2 separate regions of the Mus musculus genome follow, and region 2 is linked to region 1. Evidence: chromatin contacts called from public HiChIP or PLAC-seq data. All regions are on one chromosome and are shown on one strand. Each heading gives the region's core, a stretch centred on a gene start, on an enhancer-like site or on the middle of the called end of the contact. The rest is flanking DNA. Distances are from core to core; before and after follow the strand shown.

Region 1 (5,349 bases), core at 1,019-3,518:
AAGGTGTAAGCCCACCACTACCCAGCTTCAATTGCTTGTAATGTTCCTGATATGTTGGATCTTTATTATCACAACACATCTATGTGTCTTATCCATCCATCTATATAGCATAAGCTTTCTCAAAATGGCAGAAGGTTATATGTATTTAAAATAGATTTACAATCAATAATTACTACCTTTACAAATCTTACATAAAATCCATTTTTATCGTTGGCAAATTTAAAACAGTAATACCTATTCATATTCAGATACAATAAACACAATCATAATCATTATCTTAAATATACACATGTAACCATAATACAATGTATATATGTATAAAATATCGCATGTCCCCCCATTAATATACACAGATATTTGCTGTATTGATTTAAAAGAAATTCTTGGTGACAAACGTGGTAGTAGATGCCTATGGAGACTGAGGCAGGAATACCAAGAAGGCTAACCTGGACTACATAGTGAGATCTTGTCTCCAAAAGCAAAACAAAATAAATTTAACTTAAAAGTGCATTATAACTGGGGGTAGTGTTACATCCCTTTAATCCCAGAACTTGGAAGGCAGAGGCAGATGGGTTTCTGTAAGTTCAAGGATAGTATGTTCTACAAAGTGTGTTCCACGACAGCCAGAGCTACACAGGCCTTGTCATTTTTTTCTTTTCATTTATTCTTCTCTTATATAATTGATCCCAATGTATTTTGCCCTCCACCTACTCTTCCAAGTCCTCCTTCCCCCAGATCCACTCACACCAGAAAAGAACAAGCCTCTTGCGGATATCAGCCAAACATGGGATCCTGACTTTAAAGGCAGGATATCCCTAGAGACACACTTTTGGAATAAAAGGCATACCCCAAGGAAAATAAAGGACATATATAATCATTTGGCTTATGGACATATAATGTAAAAGAATAGTGTCCCAAGTGGATCTTTTTCTAGGTACATCAAGATAACATGATCATATAATGAAGACTATTTGGGCAACTCAATTTTATAACATAAGTAAGTACAAAAGTTAAGCCCTTTAATACTGAATGGCAAAACTTAGATCTATGGATTAATTAGAGGAAACAATGACAGAATTATTGACTGGTTAAAACACTGAATGTCTGCCAAGTCTATGCCTAAAAACTAGGTGTATATCACCTAGGATTCTTTGACAACAGAACTATATGTTTAAATATAGCTAATGCCAGATGGTCTCCTCAATTTAAAAAAATATCAGGAGGAAATATACTAATGCTATGAGCCAAGGCTCAACCAATGAGATCAGTCTTCAGTTGCTAAGCTGTTCTCTCACCATGGCAACACTACTTCAGCAAGAATGTCGGGTTTTCAAGACAAACTATCTGTCTGAAAGTTTCAGATCACTGAAGCAATGATCAGCAGCTACTTCAGCAAAATAAACTGTCACAAACATAGAAACAATATTCTTTAAGACTGTTGCTAATTTTGGGTTTGAAAAATATTATCAATAATCAAGTGATTCTCTTTAGCCTAAAAATTTCCTGCATTATCATTTACTATAAACATATGAACAGGTCAATATAGGACTGTTTTTTCTATGGAAACCCCACGTAGTTAGGGTTATTTATTCTCTGCTATCTAACCTCTAATAACACATGACTTATTCTGCACTCATCTGGAGCAATTCCCACAGCACCCTTCCCAAAGGGTCTCTCCCACTGTTCATTTTCCCCTGGGACTTTGGAAAACACAAATCAGGAACCTATAAGAATTATCTCAGCCAGGCAGTGGTGGTGTGTGCCTTTAATCCCAGCACTCAGGAGGAAGGGGCAGGAGGATTTGTGAGTCTGAGGCCAGCCTGGTCTGCAGAATGAGTTCCAGACAGCCAAGGCTACATAGACAAACTGTCTCAAGAAGAAGAAAGAGGAGAGGAGGAGGAGGAGAAAGAGGAGGTGGAGGGAAAGGAAAGAAGGAAGGAAGGAAGGAAGGAAGGAAGGAAGGAAGGAAGGAAGGAAGGAAGGAAGGAAGGGCACAAAGAAAGAAGGAAAGAAGGAAAGAAAAGAATTGTCTCAATAGAAAATACCCAGCTTCAATTCTTTCTATTCTTCCCCCTAAATTAATTGTATATATTCATTCTAACAAGTACTGTGGTATGGTGGGTGTCTGATTATAACTGTTATTACTGATGAATAACTGCCATTCCTTATTGTATTAGTCACCTGTCTTGTTGCTATGACAAAATACTTGACAAAAGCTTCTTAAGGAAGACAATGTTTCTTTTGGCTCACAGTTTGAGGATATAGTCCATCCTTGGGAAGGGGGTTGCGATGGTGGCAGGAATGTGAAGCATCCAGTTACATTGCACCCACTGTCGGGGGGCAGAGAGAGATGAATGCTTTCATTCAGCAAGTTTCTCCATCTTATGAAGTCTGGAACTCCAGTCCATTAAGTGGTACAATCTGGGTAGATTATCCTACCTCAGTTAGCCTCATTTAAATTATATCTCACAGACACAAAGGCTAACTGAACCTATATGCCTCATAAGCAGGCATAGAGACTTGTCTCCTAGGTGTTTCTAGATCCTGTCAGTATTAATAATCTACATAATCCAATTGGGCAAAATTAAGGTTTTTGTTAGTTGGCTGGATGGTTGGTTGGTTTTGTTTTCTTTTGGGGATTTTTGTTGGGTTTTGTTGTTGCTTTTTCAGTTTTTGTTTTTTTTAAGACAGGGCTCCTCTGTGTAGCCCTGACTGTCCTGGAACTCACTCTGTAGCACAGGCTAGCCTCAAACTCCCAGAGATCCACCTGCTTCTTCCTCCCAAGTGCTGGGATTAAAGGCATACATCATCACTGCTTGGCCCAAAATTAAATTTTATTAGGGATTTTTATTTTTAATTATTCTTCTCTCATATAATACATCCAGATTGCAACTTCCCCTTCTTCTATTCTTTCCAGTTCTACTAAACCTGCCCCCACCCCTAGATTCACTCCCACCAGAAAAGACCAGGCCTCTGAGGGATGTCAACCGAACATGGCACAAGAAGATACAATAAGACCAGGCACATACCCTCACATCGAGGCTGGACCAGGCAACCCAGTAGGAGGAAAAGGGTCCCAAGAGCAGGCAAAAGAGGCAACACCCCTAGTAACACTGTCAGCAGTCTCCCCCAAATACTAAGCCAACAGCTATAGCATATATGCAAAGGACTTAGCACAGGCCTATGCAGACTCTGAGACTGCTGATTCAGTACCTGTGAACCCCATGAGCACTCCTTAGTTGATTCTGTTGCCCATGCTCTCCTGGTGTCCTGGACCCTTCTTGCTCCCACATATTTCCCTCTCTTCCACGGGTTCCCTGAGCTCCAAGGGCAGGGACCCAATGGAGACCTCCAACCTTGGCTCTCTCTCCACCTAGTATTTGCCTGTGGATCTCTGGCATTGATTTGCATCAGCTGCCAGAGGCAGGCTCTCTGAATACAACTGAACTGGAAACCAATCTATGAACATGCAGAACATCATTGGGAATCATTTCCTTAGTTTTTGTTTTGTTTGATTTTTGTCTTGTTTGTTTTTGTTTTGTTAGTTTTTGTTTTGTCTTGTTTTTTTGTTTTGTTTTGTTTTGTTTTGTTTTGTTTCGTTCCTTTTTTGTCCAGTTGTGCTTGGTTCTACCTAGGTCTCTGGGCTCTCCAGCATCTGGTTGTCGGTCTGGCAAGAGCTCCCTCCCATTATAGAGGCTGCCATTTTGTCCTGTTGACAGTGTCCTTTGCCTTACAGAAGCTTTTCAGTTCCATGAGGTCCCATTTACTAATTGTTGCTCTTAGAGCCTGAGTCACCGGTGTCCTGCTCAGGAAGTTGTCTCCTGTGCTAATACGTTAAAGGCTATTCCCCAACTTTCTCTCTGTTAGATCAGTGCCTTTTATATTGTTGAGTTGCTTGGCACTGAACCCAGGCCCTACTCTATGCTTCTCAGCACACGTTCTACTGCTCAGATACATCCATAGCTACTGCCAATGTGTCTCATGAAGCAAGATTCATCTCATCTTCCAAAGTCATCCATTCCACAAAGCATGGTACCATGAATAAGGCAAATTGCAGAGGATTCCATCTACACATCTATTAACACTCTCTCTCTCTCTCTCTCTCTCTCTCTCTCTCTCTCTCTCTCTCTCTCTGTGCTTCTGCTTTGTATTTATTTTAGCTTTTTCTCTGCCCTGGAAGCCCAGCCCTCCCACAAGTTCAGAGAAGTCTTCCAACAAAAGCTTGTTTCTTCCCAGAGTGTGGATTTCACTGCCAAGGAAAATAACATCTTCTGCATTTGCTTATGCTGTGCTAGAGTGATGTATTTCAGTCTTTTCCCCGCTTTCCTCCACCTTTGGCACACCCGTAAGCATTCCCTTGCATGGACTCAGGAAGCCCTGCTCTAAGGACCTGCAGGCACAATGATAAGTCATGTTCCAGTAAACTCTGCCGACAAGTCCGCACAAACAATTCACAGCCACAAGAAATAGCTGTGTCCATTCCCCAGCTATCTCGGGAAATGAGCTCCAGGCACAGGAGGCTTCATCACACAGCACAGGTTGTTTAATCTCTCTGTGAAGCTCAAAGACAATCGTCTATGAAAGGAGAGCGTTCCAGTCCAGGGGTGGGAGGAGGAGGAGCTGTAATTCTTAAGTTCCACAGTTCTAAGGAACACTAATGAAGACTGGGTTCAACATTACGAGTGATTCAAAATAAATTTTCCCTAATCAAAAACCTATAATTGGAAACATTAGTTAAGTGCTAAATATTTCCGAATAGTGAATCTCTCTCTAAATCACCTGACAGACTGCATGATCATGAGATGCAGCTGGGATTCAGGAGCAGCTGCGGATTTAGAAAGCAAAAGCTACAGCCGTCTGGGTTCCCCCTCAGCTCCTCATTACATCCCTTTTGGTGTTTCTGTAGTGGGGGCTTTGTTTTTTAATGTGTTTGCCGTATTGTTTTTGAGACCAGGTATGGGTATGTTATCCAGACTGACCTTGAATTCCAGGCCTTACAATATCCTGGCATCTCAGTGCCTCAAGTATCTAGATCTGAAGCCAAAGCCACTGTGTCCAACACACAAAAATTTTTTTTAATTGCACGGTGAAAACAGAACGCTAATTGAGCTATATTTAACTGATGGAAATTGACTTAGCAAAAATCAAAATTATCTAACATGTTTTTACGTTAAGAATTACTACAAAGTGCGTAGGAAGCTGGACGTGGTAAGGTCTGCCTTTAATCCCAGCACTCAGGAGGCAGAGGTAGAGACATGCCTGTGAGTGCAAGAGCAGCCTGGTCTACATAGCAAGTGGCTAGCCAAGACTACAAAAAGAAGAAAGTATACAATAGCTACTGAGGGAATA
Region 2 (5,243 bases), core at 372-2,871, 170 kb after region 1:
TTCCGTGCTATTTGATTAAGAATAGTAGTTTCTGGGTTTGTTTTAAAGGATGGAGAATAGGAATACGAGAAAAGGGCTGGAGAGATGGCTTGGAGGTTAGAAGACCTTGTGTAAACATGAGGATCTGACTTTAGATCTCAGAACCCTCATGAAAAGCCAGGCAGGACTGTTCACGTGCCCCTGACCCAGCACTGTGGCGAGCAGGACAGGGAGCCATCACTGGAACCTGCTGGTGACCAGCCTAGCTCTAAGCTCAGAGAGAGGCCCTGTCTGAAAGCAAGCAGGAAGAGAGTGACCAAGTTTGTATGGTTAACTGTTCATTTCAACTTGACATAAACTAGTCACCTGTAAGCAGGCCCCTCATTTGAGGAACTGCTCTCCTGAGACTGGCTTGTGAGCCCGTCCATGGGAGCTGTTTTGTTTCTTGATTATGGGACAGTCCAATCCGCTGTTGATGGTACCACCCCTAAGCTGGTAGGCCTGAGCAGAGTAATAGTATTATCAGAGAGAGCTAGAGCCAGCCAGCATTCCTCCATGACTTCTGCTTCAAGCTCCTGCTTGACTTCAAGATGAGCGACTGTAACTTAAGATGAAATAAGTCCCCCCTACCCCAACTTGCTTTTGGTCATGGTGTTTACCAAGGCAACAGAAAGTTAACTAGCACAGGACACCCAGCATCCTCTTCTGGCACAATATTGCATGCTCATGCCCAGAGTCCACAGACCACACACACACACACACAGACCACACTCACATCCGTAAAGGTTAACAGAAGAATCCAATCCTGGCCTGGAGAGATGGATCAGAGGGTAAAGTTGATGCTGCAGACACAGGGAGAGCCCAATTTGATTCCCCAGTGCCCACATAGTAAAGTGCATCTGTAGTCTTAGCACTAGGGAGGCAAGGAAACAATTTTTGGATTTTGCTGCCCAACTGAGACGACCAGAATGGAACCAGCAAGTCCTGGCTCCCAATAGAGACCCTATCTCAAAAAAACTAAGATGGAAGGCCACTGAGATGGCTCAGCAGCAGGTAAAGGCAACCACGTCTGAGTCTGACGTTCTGTGTTTGACTCTAAGGACCCCACCGAGTGGGCGGACAGAACCAACTCCCACAAGTCAACGACTGATCTCCACACACGCGCGCGCACACACACACATATACCCCTGAAAAACCCAATCAGTTTCTCGAACCATGCAGATCCATCTGTCCTCCTATAAGGAGTCACGGCAAGACCTTTTCAGAAATATGTCAGCCAGAACGATAGTATCTCTGGGGGACAGGGGTGAAAGCAGCCATGCATGATTTTTAAAAACAATAACAACTGGTGATGTAACACGCCTTACCACCCACTTACCCTCCCACCCTAGGCCGATCATCCCAGATGGAGAACAAGCACTTTAGAGAATCTGGGTTGTTTATAACTTTAGTGTTCTCTGGTACTACAAGTCATGGGTATGCTATGGCTGCAAATTTTCCCAGAGGACCAAAGACACTATGGCACTTAGGATGTAAATGCTTGGCCCCTGGGTGGTGGCCACCATCTCTGCTCTACCCTCTGCCTGCTCACCTCTAAAGCTGCAAGACTCCCCAGCTTGCAATGAGTCAGCCACCATTACTCACAAACTTCTGCCAAGTTCACGTCAGCAGCTGTTGTTTTCAAAGTCACCATCCGTGCCGTACTGCTCTGAAGTTTCCCCAGTACTTTATAATATTTCTCCCGTGCTCTCGCTGTGTCCCCTGCCAAACGTACTTTCAGAAGCTTGGCGAGTTACTAGCAGTGATCCACTTAAAACAAGACCAGATATTGGAAATACGGACTAGAACCTAATGACTGTCTTCACAAGTATTTATCATACCACTCTATAATAAAACTTCCCAACAAAATTCCCTCAGAGCTCCCCTCATCCCCGCCCCATGGTATCTCCCAATAATCAGCAAATCACTGAGAGGCTGAGAAAGCAGTAAGTTTTCCTCGGTCAACACTTAGTTCATGGCAAGGTTATGGTTGAAATTGCTGCAATGTTGTAAAGGCAATTTTTCTACAAGTGTATGGAATTTAAGCATTACTTGGGCTTTAGTTGTACCATTGCACAAACTATAATCAATAAACTTAACAGTAATCGCCAAACAAATATGGCTTTTTAAAAAATTGAGAATGTCTACCCTATTATCCCCAGAGCTTGGACTGGGACAGAGTCTCACCCCAGCAAGAAGAAAAGAAGGAAGGAAGGAAGGAAGGAAGGAAGGAAGGAAGGAAGGAAGGAAGGAAGGAAGGGCAGGGAGATACATACATACATACACACACACACACATACATACATACATACATACATACACACACATATATTGTATCTTTACTGTGTAGGTTCTTAGAACTGAGTATGGGCACCTTGTGAGATTAAACTCCTATCCTATGTGTGGCATAACACCTCATGATCTCATACTCATGCCTCTGGAAATGTGTGTGTGTGTGTGTGTGTGTGTGTGTGTGTGTGTATTGTTTTTGTTGTTGTTGCTCTTATTGTTAAAAGATACATCTCTAATTACTCAGAGATGGAAAGGAAACATCTAGAAAAGGCAGGCATGCTCAGTTGTATTAAGGAATAGGAGTCAGAGACTACTGGAGAGCAGGGGAGACATCTCTTGAGCCCCGGCCTTGGCTGTGCAGGGAGGTGGATGGGCTGTCTGAGGGTAAGAGGCTGATGGAAGTTGGAGCATAATTGCTCTCTGATAGTGGAACAATGGTGCTGTAAAAAGCTCCACTTCAGTTCAACCCAGCGCCATCCTCTTTCCCTCCCACCTCCATGACAAACACTGTACAATCAGGCACTTTTTGTCCCTGACAGTGACTATTACCAGGAAAGGGATGGGGAAAGAGCGTGTCTTATGCAAGATCCATCTTTTCAAGAATATCTCATAAACAATTAACAAAGCATGATCAGAGAAACACTTTCATGAGATGATAAAATGGAGAAAAGGAGGGTAATGAGCCATTTCGAGCATTTCTGTGTCTTTTATCACTCATGGGTTTGTTTGAGTTTTTTTATTTGTTTTCCTTTGCTACTTTTTCTACAATGGTCATCTCTTCAAAGCCGCAACTTAGCCTGGCAGTTCAGATGATTTGATAAACTGTCTATCATCTTCATGGTTGGCTGGGGGATAGGGAAAGACCACTTGAAGACAGGAATCAGAGAGAACCAACCTGTAGTCTTGTCTATGCCAAGCACTAAACAAGTGACCCTGAATCAATGAGAGGGAATTTCCCCTCATTCACTTGTCCCACAGATCTGCCTAAGCATTAAATACCAAGTGCATACAAACGTCAAGAAGAATGTTGATGGGATACGACCATTTGCCTGTATACACTCTCTTGGCCTCCAATTTTAATTGCAACACTCAACTTAAAGTTGAAATATATAGATAATTACAGCGATTAATAAATCAAACAGATAACTGCTGCCAAAATGCCCAGTGCATGCCTGTAATAAAGCAAGATAAGAGGGGCTGACCTAAGACCCTGCTCTAGTCTCAAATCTAACAGAGAAGGCAAGGCCAAATGCCAAGAAATGGTCCAAGCCAGTATACATATGCAAGACTAGAAATTCCCCAGGAAGCTAACAATGATGCAGAAAGGGCTGAAGTCCAGGATTGAATGGATAATAAATAAATAAAACTGTCAAGGAGATGGGGCTCAACTGGGCCCTGCGAGAACTCTAAGTCACTTTAAGCAGTGCGAGCAATAGGCAAGACTGGAGTATCTTGACTTACGATGGCACAAAGAGTTTAGACTCAGAGCCTGGCACATGACCAAGGACTTAAGAGTCAAATGGCCACAGGCCATGGCTTCCTGACTGAGTATGTGGTTACCCATGTCACGTGATTCTAGGATGCTGAAAGGTTAAATTGGCAGATGGACTACAAGATGAAGAACAAAACCAGAAGAATTTTAGGGGAGATGAGTGCAAACTTCCAGGTTTGAAGTAATGAACGCTATGGATAGCAAGCCTCTCCAGCTCCTGCAGGCAGACAAGGTGTGTGTGTGGGGCTGGGGGGGGGGGGGAGGAGTCACAGACCATGTGAGTGTTTTCAGGGACAAGAACCAGATGATGGTCATTCCATTCCTACTTGGAAAAGTTATGTGGGAGGCCAGTTTGAGAATAGGTTATGAAGAGGTTATTCTAAGGAATAGGTTTCTATTCCTTAGAAATACAGAGTTTTACACAGGAGCTAAGAAACTCCCAAGATTTCAGAGCCTTTAAGCACAGATGTTGACTTAAGATATAGATGTCTCAGAGCTCCAGAGGCTGAGGCAAAAGTATTCTTGCACATTAAAGGCTACCCTACCCTGGACTATACTGTGAGACTGATGCCAATCTGGGCTACAGAGTGAAACACCCTGTCTTAAAAAAAATAATTTACAAAAAGATACAGATGGGAATACACATAAGGTCAAGACCCACTTCCGGGAGGAAAGAGTGTTGCCTGTGAGCTGCAGAAACCATAAAGCAAAGCTTGGTGGTGCAGTCCTCTGATCCCAGCACTCAGGAAGCTGAGGCAGGAGGATCAGAGCTCCAGGCCAAGCTGGTATACATAGCAACATCCCGTTCCACCCCCACTCCCCCCAAAAAAGGAGGAGATTGACCCCAGGGGACTAGATAGAATACCAGATTTTCAAATCTGTAAAAGCTTGGGAAAGCAATTTAACTTGCACTTCCTCAGCCAAGAAGATAATAATAGGAGACCTACGGGGTAAGATTGTTGAGTAGATTAAGTAAGTATGAAATTATGTAAATCACATTCGGCAACTGAAAAACTAAAGGAGGAGGCCAAAACAAGTGGTGTCATAAAAAGCAAAGGCTGTTGCCCAAGACAGAATCTGTGAAAGGATCATCTAGTCGGAATATGTGAGCAGATGTCAACAATCCAAAATGTAGGAAGGTGCACTGCATAGCACGCCAAGTATGCTGGCTGGAACAGTGTTACCTCCGTGCAAAACCATGCAAGGCTGTCTCTGCTAGCTTGTATGCTCGCTCTTCCTTATCCCTACAATACTGGTCCTCCCTTTGGCCTCTGTTAAGTTCACCTCATTTAAGACATCCCCGAGGTTATCTGAATGACAGACACACACACACACACACACACACACACACACACACACACTATTCTCTACTATCTCCAACATTATATATCTATCTGCCCCTCACTACTCTCATGTCATGTTCCACAATGTTATATCTGGT

What was found. HiChIP or PLAC-seq counts read pairs in DNA pulled down with a chosen protein or histone mark.
Region 2: a contact with region 1 is called in a CTCF HiChIP or PLAC-seq map of the NIH/3T3 cell line, with 7 read pairs. The contact joins two enhancer-like sites. A contact is called at or near these places in 1 of 39 promoter capture datasets (the HPC-7 cell line), 1 of 15 datasets of contacts at CTCF or cohesin (the NIH/3T3 cell line), 1 of 484 Hi-C or Micro-C datasets (uterus), 1 of 115 datasets of contacts at active chromatin or transcription factors (forebrain) and 2 of 9 other capture datasets (adipose tissue and pancreatic islet).

Annotation. Positions count from the first base shown.
Region 1 is chr8:64,670,838-64,676,186 of GRCm38.p6, forward strand. All of the region lies in intron 1 of Cpe (carboxypeptidase E), which reads right to left. Among named protein-coding and RNA genes, the nearest start is that of Cpe, 20 kb to the right of the region's middle. Within about 2 kb of position 2,269, at least 25 of the 459 cell types and tissues checked have an H3K27ac peak or open chromatin away from gene starts, as enhancers often do. A contact at or near this core is called in the NIH/3T3 cell line, where this site is marked.
Region 2 is chr8:64,840,575-64,845,817 of GRCm38.p6, forward strand. All of the region lies in intron 1 of Klhl2 (kelch-like 2, Mayven), which reads right to left. Among named protein-coding and RNA genes, the nearest start is that of Klhl2, 6.7 kb to the right of the region's middle. Within about 2 kb of position 1,622, at least 95 of the 459 cell types and tissues checked have an H3K27ac peak or open chromatin away from gene starts, as enhancers often do. A contact at or near this core is called in the NIH/3T3 cell line, where this site is marked.